Regions from separate parts of the Mus musculus genome. Here all the other regions are linked to region 2. A link is a contact called in public HiChIP or PLAC-seq and promoter capture Hi-C data. All regions are on one chromosome and are shown on one strand. Each heading gives the region's core, a stretch centred on a gene start, on an enhancer-like site or on the middle of the called end of the contact. The rest is flanking DNA. Distances are from core to core; before and after follow the strand shown. Region 1 holds the start of Reep1 (receptor accessory protein 1). Region 2 holds the start of Thnsl2 (threonine synthase-like 2 (bacterial)). Region 3 overlaps Reep1 (receptor accessory protein 1). Region 4 holds the start of St3gal5 (ST3 beta-galactoside alpha-2,3-sialyltransferase 5).

Region 1 (2,996 bases), core at 240-2,739, 560 kb before region 2:
AGCTGACAACAGCTGTTGGAGAGACCCTTGTGGAGTAACTTGATGGGCTTTGGGAGCAATGGGCAGAATGATGCCTGGGAGACAATGGCCAGGACTTTAAAGACGGCTCTCCTGGATGGCTTTGCAAATCAGTTCAGAAGAGGAGAAAAGAGATGTGTGTGCCCTGCACTGTCAAAGGGAGTTAATAGCCCCTCTTTCTTAGACAAAGAAAATGCTGGGCACGTGTTCCTCATCCAAGCCCCCCCACCCCCAGACCCATTTCAGTCCCAGGTCCCCTAAGCAGGTGCTAAATCAATCTTCCAGATCCAGGTAAGAAAGGTGAGAGGCAATATTGGAAATAAAACAAAAGTCCCCATCACACATCCCCCAAGGACTTCATACAGGCCTCACCCCAGATGACTCTGCTCTCCTGCACCGCCTGGGAGGTATCACTGCCACCGCCCTTGGGGGGTGGGGGGAAGGGGTGCTGTCTGTCACTCGGAAATTTCCCTGTGCATTCCTAGAGATGCCTGCCCCTGTCTCTCAAACCCCTGCAAAGGAGAGCAGGCAAGAGGAAGGAAGACATCTACTCCAAGATGCACACTAATGTACTTGCCACCTGCCTTTGCCTCTGTCTATTTGAAAAACCTAAAAAGGAGTATTTTCCCACTTCATTGAGTGCCCCACCTCCATCTGGCTACTCATCTCCGCGATGACCCCTTCAGGCAGCGCCCCTGGCTTGTCTGGACTGTATGTCATTTTCACCCGACAAAGCGCGGCGGCAGGCGAGCCCAAGGCATTTTCTTCCAAAGGAGAGAGAACGCGTGGAGCACCCACTCGGGGCCTCTGCAAATCCGCCCCACCCGGAATGGAACAAAGCAACAGAGAGAAGGCGAGACCCATTGCCCAGCCCCGGCAACTCCACCATCGTGCGGGGACCCACGCCCCGGTCTCCCTGCAAGGCGCCGCCTGCGCCCGCGGCTACCCATGGGTCTGTAGCGTCGCGCGTCCTACGCCGCCTCGCGCTGCCCGCGTCCCCAGGCAGCTACTGTACCTGCTAAATTTAGCGACCGCCGGGTATTAATAGCTAGCGACCCGGGGCTGGTGGTTCGCAGGGGCGCGCGGCCCTAAGGGGACATGGGGATCGGGAGGGAAGGGAAGAAGGGACACAGGAGAAGAGGCCACTTACACCACCAGCCTGGAGATGATCCACGACACCATGGCGGGCGGGCGGGCTGGCGCGGCCCGGATTGCTGGGCTGCGGGCGGTGCTGCGCTCCCGGCACGTCTGTCTGTCTGTGCACCGCCGCTGCCGCCAGACTGAGCGCACCCGCCCGGTCCGGCCCCGCGCTCGCGCGTTGGCGCAGCCGCGGCACGTTCCGCCCGCTGCCCCAGCCCCCAGGGGCTCCGCGGGCCCACGGCGATTGGGCGGCTAGCGGTGAGGGCACCAGCGCGACCCGCCCCTGCTCCGATCGTCCCAGCCCCAGAGCTGCAGCCAGGGCGGGTCCTCCTCCGCCCTCCTTGTGAAACCGTGTGGTGCGGTGGCTCAGTGCACTGGGCCTCCGAACCCCCAGGGAGGGCTGCCTCACCTTCACTAGGTGAAGTGGGGAAACTGAGGTCTGAATCTGGACTTTGAAATCCTGCCTACACCTGTCTAGACGAGGTTCTGTCATTCTTCACTTAGATAATACGCTAGCCTCAGGAGAAACCTGAAGCCTTCAACTAGCATCCCATAAGTCAACATCTCAGCAAGTGTCTGCCTACTGACAGCTCTAGTGTCCCAACTCGATCTCTTTGACTGCAACCCCATCACCAGTCACCGCGTGTCCCTTCAGTTGTTTCTACTGCAGCTCTCTCTCTCTCTCTCTCTCTCTCTCTCTCTCTCTCTCTCTCTCTCTCTCACACACACACACACACACACACACACACACACACACACACGTCAGAGGTCAACATGCAGGAGTCAGTTCAATGCAGTTGTCCCGGTGATAGCTCGGGCCATCATCAGCCATGGCGGCAAGCACTAGGGGAGCGGTCTCACAGACCCACACCTCAGACATTCCCTGTCCATACATTCACTTCTGTCTTTGATTCGTCCTCCAGCCTCAGCTCGGAGGGCTATGAGAGCCGAAGGGCATCATACATCATGACCCAGCAGTGTTAACAGAGCCATGTGGCATCTTGGGCAAAATGGAAACCGCGTTCAGTATCAACACGTCAATGCATTTTTAAAATATTGCATCATATAGGATTTGTCTTGATCACGGAATTTTATGGTGTCCCTTTAAATTTTGCAGCCAGGCTTTGTGACTTGCTTTGCTCATCCTGAGGATGGACCTGAACCAACTTCAATAGCACTTGAAAGCCTTTGTCCTTTTTATCCCTGGGCTCTGCTGCTCCCTCCCTCCCTCCAGTAGTTTAGGTTCCAGTGACCTGCTCTTCTTTGCAGATATTCAGTTGTGTAAAATTCAGTGCCCAGTGTGAGAAATTCTGTAGAGACCTAGTTTATAGCTTTTTCTAAAGGAGCTCTGCCCAATGAGGCTTCTTGCAGAGGCAAGGTGACTTTGGACTTTGGCAGTGCCTTCAAATATGATAGAATATGCACGGTGACATGTGCCTATGACTCCAATTCTTGGGAGGTAGAAACAGGAGCCCAGGCTAGTATCCTAAGGCCATCCCAACCCCCTCATTCCAAATCCCAGGCGTGGTAATTGACCCTGTAACACTCACCCTCAGGAGGAGGAGACAGGAAGGCGAGTTCAAAGTCATTCATGGCTACTTGGGAGTTCAAGGCCAGCCTGGACTACATGATTCCAAGTCTGTCTCAGTCTCTCTCCCTCACCCCCCTTAAGTGTATGAACATACAGATAGAAAATACTTTCTGACAATTAAGGGGCTATGAGAGAGTTGTCTTCTTTCATTTCTCTTTGTCTGTATGTCTTCTTTGTCTCAAAAAAAAACCCATAAACTACTTGTGATATAGAGGGGGTTAATGTAATGTTGAAGCATTTGGAGGTT
Region 2 (3,033 bases), core at 468-2,967:
AAATAGATGGATAGATAGATAGATAGATAGATAGATAGATAGATAGATAGATAAAAGACAAGAAAAATGGAAGAAACTCATTTATGGCTCCAATATAGAATATGAATACTACAGTTTACTGTGCAGCCTGCTCTCAAAGTCCAGCCTTCTTCCTGGAGTTCCTGTCTTGAACACCCCAGAGGCAGTAACCCCTAATGATTAACTTAGTTGTCTCCAGCCTTTAGCTCCTCTCCTTGGTGAGAAGTCAAAGTACACTTCACAGAAGAACTTTGGGCTCCCTCTGGGCCCCAGGGTGGTGCTGTCCTGTAGGCCTGCCTGAGCCAGGCAGGGAGGCTGTCCTTGGATGCGATTTCTTTGGGAACACTGTAACAAACACTGCTGACTTTTGTGAGTCCCAGTTTTCCTGGCTTCTGAATGGTTAAATGCACCTCATGGAAAGTACAGAAACACGTTGGAGAAGGTCCATGGCTGACCTGTATCCCTCAATAGGTTGGTGCCTCTGACCTCTGTCAACTCTATGGCAAGTCCCTGGCCCATTTTGTACTCAGAAGGCCTATCCCATATCCTGAGCAGGGACAGTCTCTCAGTGCCTTCTACCAGGAGACTGAGCTGGCTACTCAGGGGCAGCTTCACACACTGTTGCCTAGTGGATGGCCTGTGTAGGGGAGGACTAGACGGCAGGCAACTTGAATAAGCACAGGCCTCAGGAGGAGGAAGGAGACAGGCAAAGACCAGGCCAAGGCCAGGGCTAAGAATAAATCTTAGACTGTACTTGTCTGGTCCATCTTCAAACCTATGTTTATCTTGGAGCGTGAATGTAAATCCTGGGACATTTGATCATGTTTGGAGAAAAAAATACCCCAAATTCTTGCTTTTTTCCCTCCCTGAAAAATAAATTAGGGCCTGAGACTGCAGCTCCACTGGTAAGGTGCTTGCCGAGCCCACACAAAGTTCTGCTTCGATTCCCAGCATAAGCCGTTGGTAACACAAGTCTGTAATGTCAGCACTCAGGAGATGGAGATGGAAGATCGGGACTTCAAGATCATCCTTTACTGTATAACCAGCTTCCATGAAGAAGGGGGGAGAACATAGAGAAAAGGAAGGGGAGGGGGAAACTGAGTCAGACTTACGCTTCTATAGATAGTATTGTTCTATTAAGAATTTTTTAGCTAAATGATGCACCCATCTGGTGGATTTTAGCACAGGCTCTTGGATTTATGTAAACCAGAATCCTGAAAGCCAAAGGATGGAATGGTGGAAGGCTAAGTCCTTCTTCCCACATTGCCCTCTGATTTCTCATCTAAAAACAAAACAAAGCTTTTAATCCCAGCACTCGGTGGAGGAGTTAGGAAAGGGATGTGCAAAGACAGGCAGATCTCTTTGTGAGTTCAAGGCCAGCCTGCTCTACATACAATCTCCTGAGTGGCCAGAGCTACATAGAGACAGGTCTCTCAATAAGTAAACAAACAAATAAAAACAGAACAAAATGTCACCGTCTTTTATTCTATCGAGTCTCAGCGAAGATCATGAGTCTAAAAGAGAATCCAGAGTCTGAAAGGCACTCATTGAACACAAAGGCTAGTGTTCCGGTGTCTGCCTTGTCCCCCACCCGACCCCCCTACTCCTGTCTTCCAAGCTCTGTCTTCTACCCCTCCCCGAAGTCCCTTCTCCACTCCCCCTCCTCCGCCCTCTGTAGGAGCTCCTCCCCAGCTTTGGCTTTAAACTCAGAACCTCCGGCTCAGGGAAGTCAGAGCTGTGCGCGTCGCCCACTGGACTCGGGTCTCCAGGCAGCTCCGCGCCCCTACGGTAACCTCGCCCAGTTCTCTGCTGCGTGCCCCCCACCCCGCGCTCTCCACGGTGACACGTCAGATTTCTGGCTGCTGTCCTGGTCCCGTAGCTCAGCTTGGCTTCCGGGCCACCGTTTTAAAGCCAGCTGGGGCCTTAGGATGGCAGCAGCCCCAATAGCCCTAGCAGCCCGCGCGGGTGGAGGATTTCTCATGTTTTTCTCCTGCAGCCAGGGTTCGGCAGTGTGGGAGTAACCCGGAAACTCAGGACAGTGCGCTGTGTTCAGAGGGTAGGGATGGGGTCTTAGGGTTCGGCGAGCTCGCCAGCGGGTGTACACCGCCCGCCCTCCCAGGCCTTGCTTTAAACTCCAATCCAGGAGTAGTGATCTACCACTAGGGGCGAGACTCCATGCCTCCCCACCTCCGCTACCGCCGCGCCGAATCCCGCCCCAAAGGCGGGATTACTGTTATTATTTATCGTGGTTATTGCCCTGTCTCCGCTCTGGAATAAAATCCAGAAACGTTCCAAAAAGTAATTATCACAGTAAAGTACAGCGGAGATCTGAGTCCAGAGCCCTGACACAACAGTCTTAAAAAAAAAAAAAAAAAAAAAGTCGTTAGCTGTTTCTTGTAGCTTTTTCTGCGCTGTCCCTTGAAGTGATCTTTCAGAACCGACCGACAGCCCTTAATCCTGTGAGAAGCTTGGGACTGTTTGCTAATCAAGCCATCTTCTTATTCTGGCACATGCTTAGCTCAAGCCGGGCTTTCTTCACCTCTGTGCCTTGTTCATGTCTTTCTTGGGTTGCAGAATCCCCACCTCAGTGCCCGGGTATCATGTGGTCCATTCTACCGAGGACCAAGGACAGGGCTTTGGAAAAATGTTCCTCATAGCTCCACCTGCTTCTGCCCTGTCCCAGCACCCCCAGCCCTTTGATCAGTAGAACTCCCTGGCTGCATTTCCTTTAGTCAGGTCCAGAATCCTTATGCAGCAAGGATTTCAGGGCAGTTTGCTCTAACGTTGTTCACAGCATTCCAGAACTCCCTGCAGTTACTGAAGGCACTGCTAAGCCTTTGACCTCCTGGCCCTGCTTCTGCCTTCTGAGCAGCTGTGCCTATGTCCCATGTCATGGACTCCTATGTGGGCTGATTCCTGTGTCCCAGATTCCTAACGTCATTTCTGTTTATACCCATTGCCCAGCATTACATTATCCACCCTGGTTCTATTTGATAATATTCTTGGTTTCAGGCA
Region 3 (2,700 bases), core at 45-2,544, 630 kb before region 2:
TTTTTTCTAATATTTTACTTTTAAATTGTGTGTATGTGTATCTATGTGTAGGTTTATGCATGTGAGTGCAGTGACTCTGGAGGCCACAAGAGGGCGTCAGATCCCTCTGAAGTTATAGTTACAGGAGATTGTGAGCCACCTAACATGAGTGTTGGGAACCTAATTCTAGTCCTCTGCGAGAGGAGCAAGCACTCTTAACTGCTGAGCCTTCTCTCTAGCACCCTCCCGACCCTGGAAATGAGAAAGGGCTGGTGAGTAAGGAAAAGGTCTATGCTCAAAGACCTTTAGCTTTTACATGCAGGTCAATAGTCTAGAGCCTGCAGGATCTCACACTCTCAGCCACTGTGCATATGCTTGCATTTCCCCATACCAGGACCAGATAGCCAGAGATGCTCCTATCTCTCAGAACCACTTACAATAGCGAACCCAAATCCTTCTCACGGAACCATGCTGACAGCAAGCCTCTGCCTCCAGAACCATCCTGGTACCTCCCCTAGTGGCCTTGTGTGGTGCTGCACTTCCTATTACTAGGGATCTTTGATGTGGACAAACATCTCCCTCCTGCCAGCCATTTTCAGGTCCTCAAGTCTGACCACACCTACTTAAAACAAACCCCAGACATCCTTACTTAAAATAAGATGCGGTGGGTAAAAGGGTCTCTTACGCTAGTCTGAGGGACCAAAAAGTAAGTCTTTCCCAGGCATCCTTCCCAGATGAAAGAAGCTAAAAATGAAAGCAACCCCTAGCGAGTCATTTCAGAGCCCTTCCAAACTCATACAGCTCCCTCTCCTCAGACAGCGGCCCACCTCACCAAAGCCCCTCTGCTTTCTGGCTTTAGCAGGCTCTTCCTGAATATTCACCAGTAACTGGGGTGAGGGTGGGGTTCTTCCCCGGCAAAGTCGGTTCATCTTTCACAGCTACAAAAGACCAGGGCTGAAAGAGGGGAGGCGTGATCGATGCTCCCCACCCCCAGAGTGGGACACAGCGCTCATTAAGAATGGAGGAACTTTTGTTTTGAAGACAAATTATTAGCCAGTCCAAGGGGAAAGCTACTGAATCCAGCAAGTTCACATACCAGCCTAAGAAACACAGACAGTCCCAAGGACAGCCATCAATCACACTAGAGCTCTCCTAGTTATTGTGTAAAAGAAATTTTTAAAAAGTAGGTCATGCATGCGCATAGTTAAGAAATGCTAAAGAATCCGAGAGCATACAGAGCTTCCCTCCCACCCAGGCCCTCTAGACTCTCTTCTTAATCTTTATTGGGCTAGGCCTATTCAATCAGGTGGGTACCTGTGATTCCCTTAACTGCCTGTTGGTGGCATTCTCTGTTCTCTATACCCCCGACACCTTGCTTTCCCTAATCTGCCCAGAATCAACAGTATACATTGGGGACCATCTCATACCAGAACATGGAAAGCTCCCGTCTCTTTCATAGCTTCCTATACATGTGTAAGCATCTCCCGGGGAAAGAGATTGATGACAAGCATCCATCATAAGCCAAGCTTCCAGCAAACCTCCCTGTATGTGCTTCTCTCTGTATGCACACCAGTGAGGCTATGGTCCGGGTACTCAGGAGTGGATGATCTGTATGCACTTTGTAGATAGCAGGAAACCGTCATTTAGATCTGAGTAACCACATTCTCACTGCACAGCCAACTAAGAGCCTCTGTCCCAGGCTACAGCATTAGCATTTAGGAAATACATATGTCTATTTGACCTTCCCAGGGGCCCCTCTGGACTGCCCAGCCTACCTTGATTCCCTGAACCATTTGCTATATAGATCACTTGTTTTTTTTTAGAATCTTTTTAGCATAATCCATCCACCCACACTGATGCAGCTTTTAAAAGCTTCAGCAAGAAGTCTGAAAAGATGTCCCTTGCTCCCCAGAGGACCGGAGTTTGGCTCCCAGCACCATGCTGGGAGACTCACAAATGCTTACACCTCCATCTCTGGAGAATCTGACACTCCTTCTTCACATATGCCTATAACGAGTGCAGACACATTCGTATACTCTCTCACACGCAAATACACTCCTAATACCTTTAAAAAGCAACAATAAAAAGTTTCCTGTTTCTGGACCTTTTGGTTCATTCCTTGGGCCTTCACTAGGCAGACCAACAGAGCATAGTACAGTGAAGATTCAGGTGGCAGTGTTTGGTGTGGCCAGTAGGTCTGCCTTTTGAGCACTGTCCCCAACCTGATACCAAGTAGCTCTAGACTGTATAGGAGGCCACTATTAGGCAGTCATGTCTATCCTGGTGATGGAGCCTGGTTTGTCTCTTTTTCTTTTTTGCCTCTCTCCCTCTCTTCTTTCCTTCCTTCTATCTTCTTTCCTTCCTCCCTCCCTCCCTCCCTCCCTCCCTCCCTCCCTCCCTCCCTCCATCCCTCCCTTGACACAGGCCTCATTACGTAGATTAGACTGGCTTTAAACTCATAGAGCTCTGCCTTCCTCGGCCTTCTGAGGATTGGGATTAAAGGCTGTGGGGTTGGAGACTGCTTTGATGATACCCAGGCATAGGGTGATCAATGGTTTGTAGAAGAGCTCAGATAAGAGGAGGGATAAGAGGAGGATGTACTTCCAGGCTTCAGCCCTTAAGCCCTCGAAAGGCTTGGGATAGTCAGGGGTAGTGTAATGGGCATGGTGACAGTTGCCTGTAAGTCCTAGCACTCGAAACGCTGGGGCAGAAGGATCATGA
Region 4 (2,771 bases), core at 66-2,565, 950 kb before region 2:
GTAGGGCTGCAGGTAGAAGAGGATTTACAGTCATAAACCAAGGGAAGGCTTGGCTAGACACCAGAGGGCAGAGATGAGTGTGAGTCTCCTTCCTTTGTAAGTCTAAAACCCAGCACAGCTCTTGGCTGAAGGAACCTGAAACCCATCGGTCCCAGAAAAAGCACAACACATAAAAATGCCTCTTCCTCCTTTTAAGTACATCTACTTACATTTACACCTAATTTTGCAAAGGCAAAATTCATATATGTGAATTAAGACTGAATTACTGGGGGGAAAGGTATAAAAATTTCATTTCCAAGTCAGCTAGTGATTCTACAGAGTTCTCGCCAATTGACATATTTATTCTAAATGGTTAAAACCACAAACTCATTGTGGAAGAGACCCAAGCCAACAGCAAGTTAAGTCTTCCAGTACAGACCTGGAGAGCAAGCTCCCCACAGGAGGATATCAGTGTCTGCCAAGGTCATCCAGCTGATGTGCAGTAGGGACAAGAGCTTTCATTTACTGGGGTCCTACCAATTGTTCTCTAACACCCTCTCCGCAAAACAAACAAATAAAACAGCGCACAAAGAACGCGTCCCCTCGTCAGGACACAGCTTAAAATTTCCAAGAAACCAAAACGGTCTCCCAATGTGTCTCCTCCGCAGGACTGGCCGCAGAGAGGGGGCAGGGAAGGTCACCAGTGAATTTCTGCCAGCAGAAAGCTACCCACTTTCACACTGCACGTCTACCCACATGGATGCACCAGGAGGGTTCAGGCGCCACTAGTTACCCTGTACAAGGTTCCCCAAAGCAGTCAAGGGAGACACTGAGTCTATTCGACTCTGCCGGCTCAGAAGGTTCCAGCAATGAATTAAAATCCCAGAACCAAGCGACGTGAAGAGGGCCACTCTGGCTGGACCTGCCACGCGGGGCAGGTCATCCTTACCCGCAGCGCCGCGTCCACACCTGCGCAGGCTGCGCCGGGGGCGCCCATGTAGGCAGCCAGGGGCCGCGACCCTCCGCCCGTGTCCCCTAGCAGGCGCGTCCGGCGTCGCAGGGCTGGGGAGGAGCCGCTGGGCCTGGGGTATCGCAAAGGCGGATCGCCGCTATCTGGGCTCCCCGGTGTCCGCTCTGCCGACTGGGGGCTGCGCCACGTACCTCGGCAGGCAGGTGCCGCTGCTTGGCTTCGCAGCTTCTGGGGCCTCCGCGCCGCGCCGCCCACCGCCTCTGTGTGCATGCTAGGGAGGGAGCGCTGGCAAGCCGCCAGCCCGGGGCCCCGCGCCCCAGCCAGCCCCCGGCGCCGCGCTCGCGCCAATTCAGCCCCGGACAGTCCGCTCCCCCGCGCGGATGCTGAGGGGGGTGGGGGTAGGCGGGGGCGGGGTCGCGCGTCACGAGGATAAGGGAGACCAATCAGAGTGCGCCGAGGCCCCGCCTGCGAGCGGACTGTCCCCCCGCCCCCTCCGACTGCTAGTGCGAGGGGGAGCGGGACAACTCCAGCCGAGAAGTAGGTGGGGCGCCAGGCAGCCTAGGATGAGGGTGCCCCGCGCTCGGGGATCTCTTCAACTCTCCCCAGGCTTGCGCGTGATTAGATAGTGGAAGGCGTTCCGGAGAACCTAAGGTGGCTCTGGACCGGTTAAAGGCTTTGACTGAGCATCCAATTAGGAGTCGGAGCTGGGGAACTAAGGGGCTTGACGTAGTCACGTGCTTTATTCGCCAGCTGCCCACTGGTCTTCAGGTAATTACTGGTCCTGGGTTCCTGAGACCCAAGAGACAAATACCAGGACAAGCTAAATCAGCGGTTCTCAACCTGGGGGTCGCCTAATACCAATGGAAGACACGTTTATTTACATTTACGATTCACAACAGTAGTGGAATTACAGTTATGAAGTATCAACGAAAATACTTTTTATGGTCAGGGGTTACCACCACAACTTGAGGAAGTGTATTAAAGGGTCGCAGCATTAGGAAGGTTGAGAACGATTAGGCTACACGGTTGTTACTGTGCTAGTTACCAAAGCCAACCAACTTGTTTTAACAGGAGAAGGAACTGAGGTCTGTGTGGGACTGAGGGTGAGTAGCTTTGAAGTCATTTGGAGGCCGAAGCAGGAACAGAACCTGGGCTTGGAGCGCTCAAATCTTATTTGTCTGAAAGCTAGAGAGGCCCTGGCCTCTCACACCTTATTTTGGAAAGGAAATGCCATACGATTTTTAAAAACACATTTAATAAATCCCAAAATTGGTGCATTAAAAAGGCCTAAAACCGGACTGGATCTCCCTTTTAGGATATTTTTCCCCATGATCTTCTAGAAAAGCCGACAAGAAAGGGATCCAAAGCGCAGAGTAAATGATATAATGTAGCCAAGTTCTTCTGAGGATGCAGACCCTTTGTTACTGCATGTGTGTGTGGGAAATCCCCTAGTGCCATAGTCTTTGTTATATTGGAATAGCTTGCCTTCGACCTCAAGAACATTTAACCACAAAGGGGCATTCTGATAGTCAGGAGGCACGCTTTCCAAGATAACAGCTCCAGTTTTCTTGGTGACTGCATAGCAAACTCCTTTTTGGGTCTGCTCAAGGTCCCGTGCTAGATCTGTGTATCAGCTGAGAAAATTGAAGCTTTGTAGTGGAAGCTTGTCAGCCTGTACAAACAGGAAGAGGCCCTGGGCTAGCTTTTAGAACTCCCTTCTCCAGCCCCAATCAAGCATGGCTATCCATCTTTTACCGAACAATAACCCTCTCATTTTGAGAAGGAAGATCCTAGACCCTGAGCCAAGAGCCGTTATCAGTTT

Evidence for each region. Promoter capture Hi-C pulls out the DNA fragments that hold promoters and counts their contacts. HiChIP or PLAC-seq counts read pairs in DNA pulled down with a chosen protein or histone mark.
Region 1: a promoter capture Hi-C map of stem cell-derived epiblast-like cells shows a contact between it and region 2, with 4 times the contacts expected there. The contact joins the promoter of Reep1 here to the promoter of Thnsl2 in region 2. A contact is called at or near these places in 18 of 39 promoter capture datasets (the 3T3-L1 cell line, 3T3-L1-derived adipocytes, the HPC-7 cell line and 10 more), 2 of 115 datasets of contacts at active chromatin or transcription factors (embryonic stem cells and stem cell-derived neural progenitor cells) and 2 of 9 other capture datasets (adipose tissue and liver).
Region 3: a promoter capture Hi-C map of embryonic stem cells shows a contact between it and region 2, with 5 times the contacts expected there. The contact joins the enhancer-like site here to the promoter of Thnsl2 in region 2. A contact is called at or near these places in 3 of 39 promoter capture datasets (the 3T3-L1 cell line, cranial neural crest and embryonic stem cells), 1 of 15 datasets of contacts at CTCF or cohesin (stem cell-derived epiblast-like cells), 5 of 115 datasets of contacts at active chromatin or transcription factors (T-cell acute lymphoblastic leukemia, astrocytes, bone marrow-derived macrophages and 2 more) and 4 of 9 other capture datasets (embryonic stem cells, liver, macrophages and 1 more).
Region 4: an H3K4me3 HiChIP or PLAC-seq map of bone marrow-derived macrophages shows a contact between it and region 2, with 6 times the contacts expected there. The contact joins the promoter of St3gal5 here to the promoter of Thnsl2 in region 2. A contact is called at or near these places in 2 of 39 promoter capture datasets (pre-B cells and stem cell-derived epiblast-like cells) and 2 of 115 datasets of contacts at active chromatin or transcription factors (astrocytes and bone marrow-derived macrophages).

Annotation. Positions count from the first base shown.
Region 1 is chr6:71,706,174-71,709,169 of GRCm38.p6, reverse strand. It overlaps Reep1 (receptor accessory protein 1), which reads right to left and starts at 1,489. Exons shown (of 7, transcript NM_178608.4): 1 at 1,169-1,489. The coding sequence starts at 1,200.
Region 2 is chr6:71,143,064-71,146,096 of GRCm38.p6, reverse strand. Thnsl2 (threonine synthase-like 2 (bacterial)) reads left to right here and starts at 1,717. Exons shown (of 9, transcript NM_001033929.2): 1 at 1,717-1,806.
Region 3 is chr6:71,768,870-71,771,569 of GRCm38.p6, reverse strand. All of the region lies in intron 3 of Reep1 (receptor accessory protein 1), which reads right to left. Among named protein-coding and RNA genes, the nearest start is that of Mrpl35, 54 kb to the left of the region's middle. Within about 2 kb of position 1,294, at least 10 of the 459 cell types and tissues checked have an H3K27ac peak or open chromatin away from gene starts, as enhancers often do. A contact at or near this core is called in T-cell acute lymphoblastic leukemia and embryonic stem cells, where this site is marked.
Region 4 is chr6:72,096,152-72,098,922 of GRCm38.p6, reverse strand. It overlaps St3gal5 (ST3 beta-galactoside alpha-2,3-sialyltransferase 5), which reads right to left and starts at 1,315. Exons shown (of 7, transcript NM_001035228.2): 1 at 1,141-1,315. The coding sequence starts at 1,219.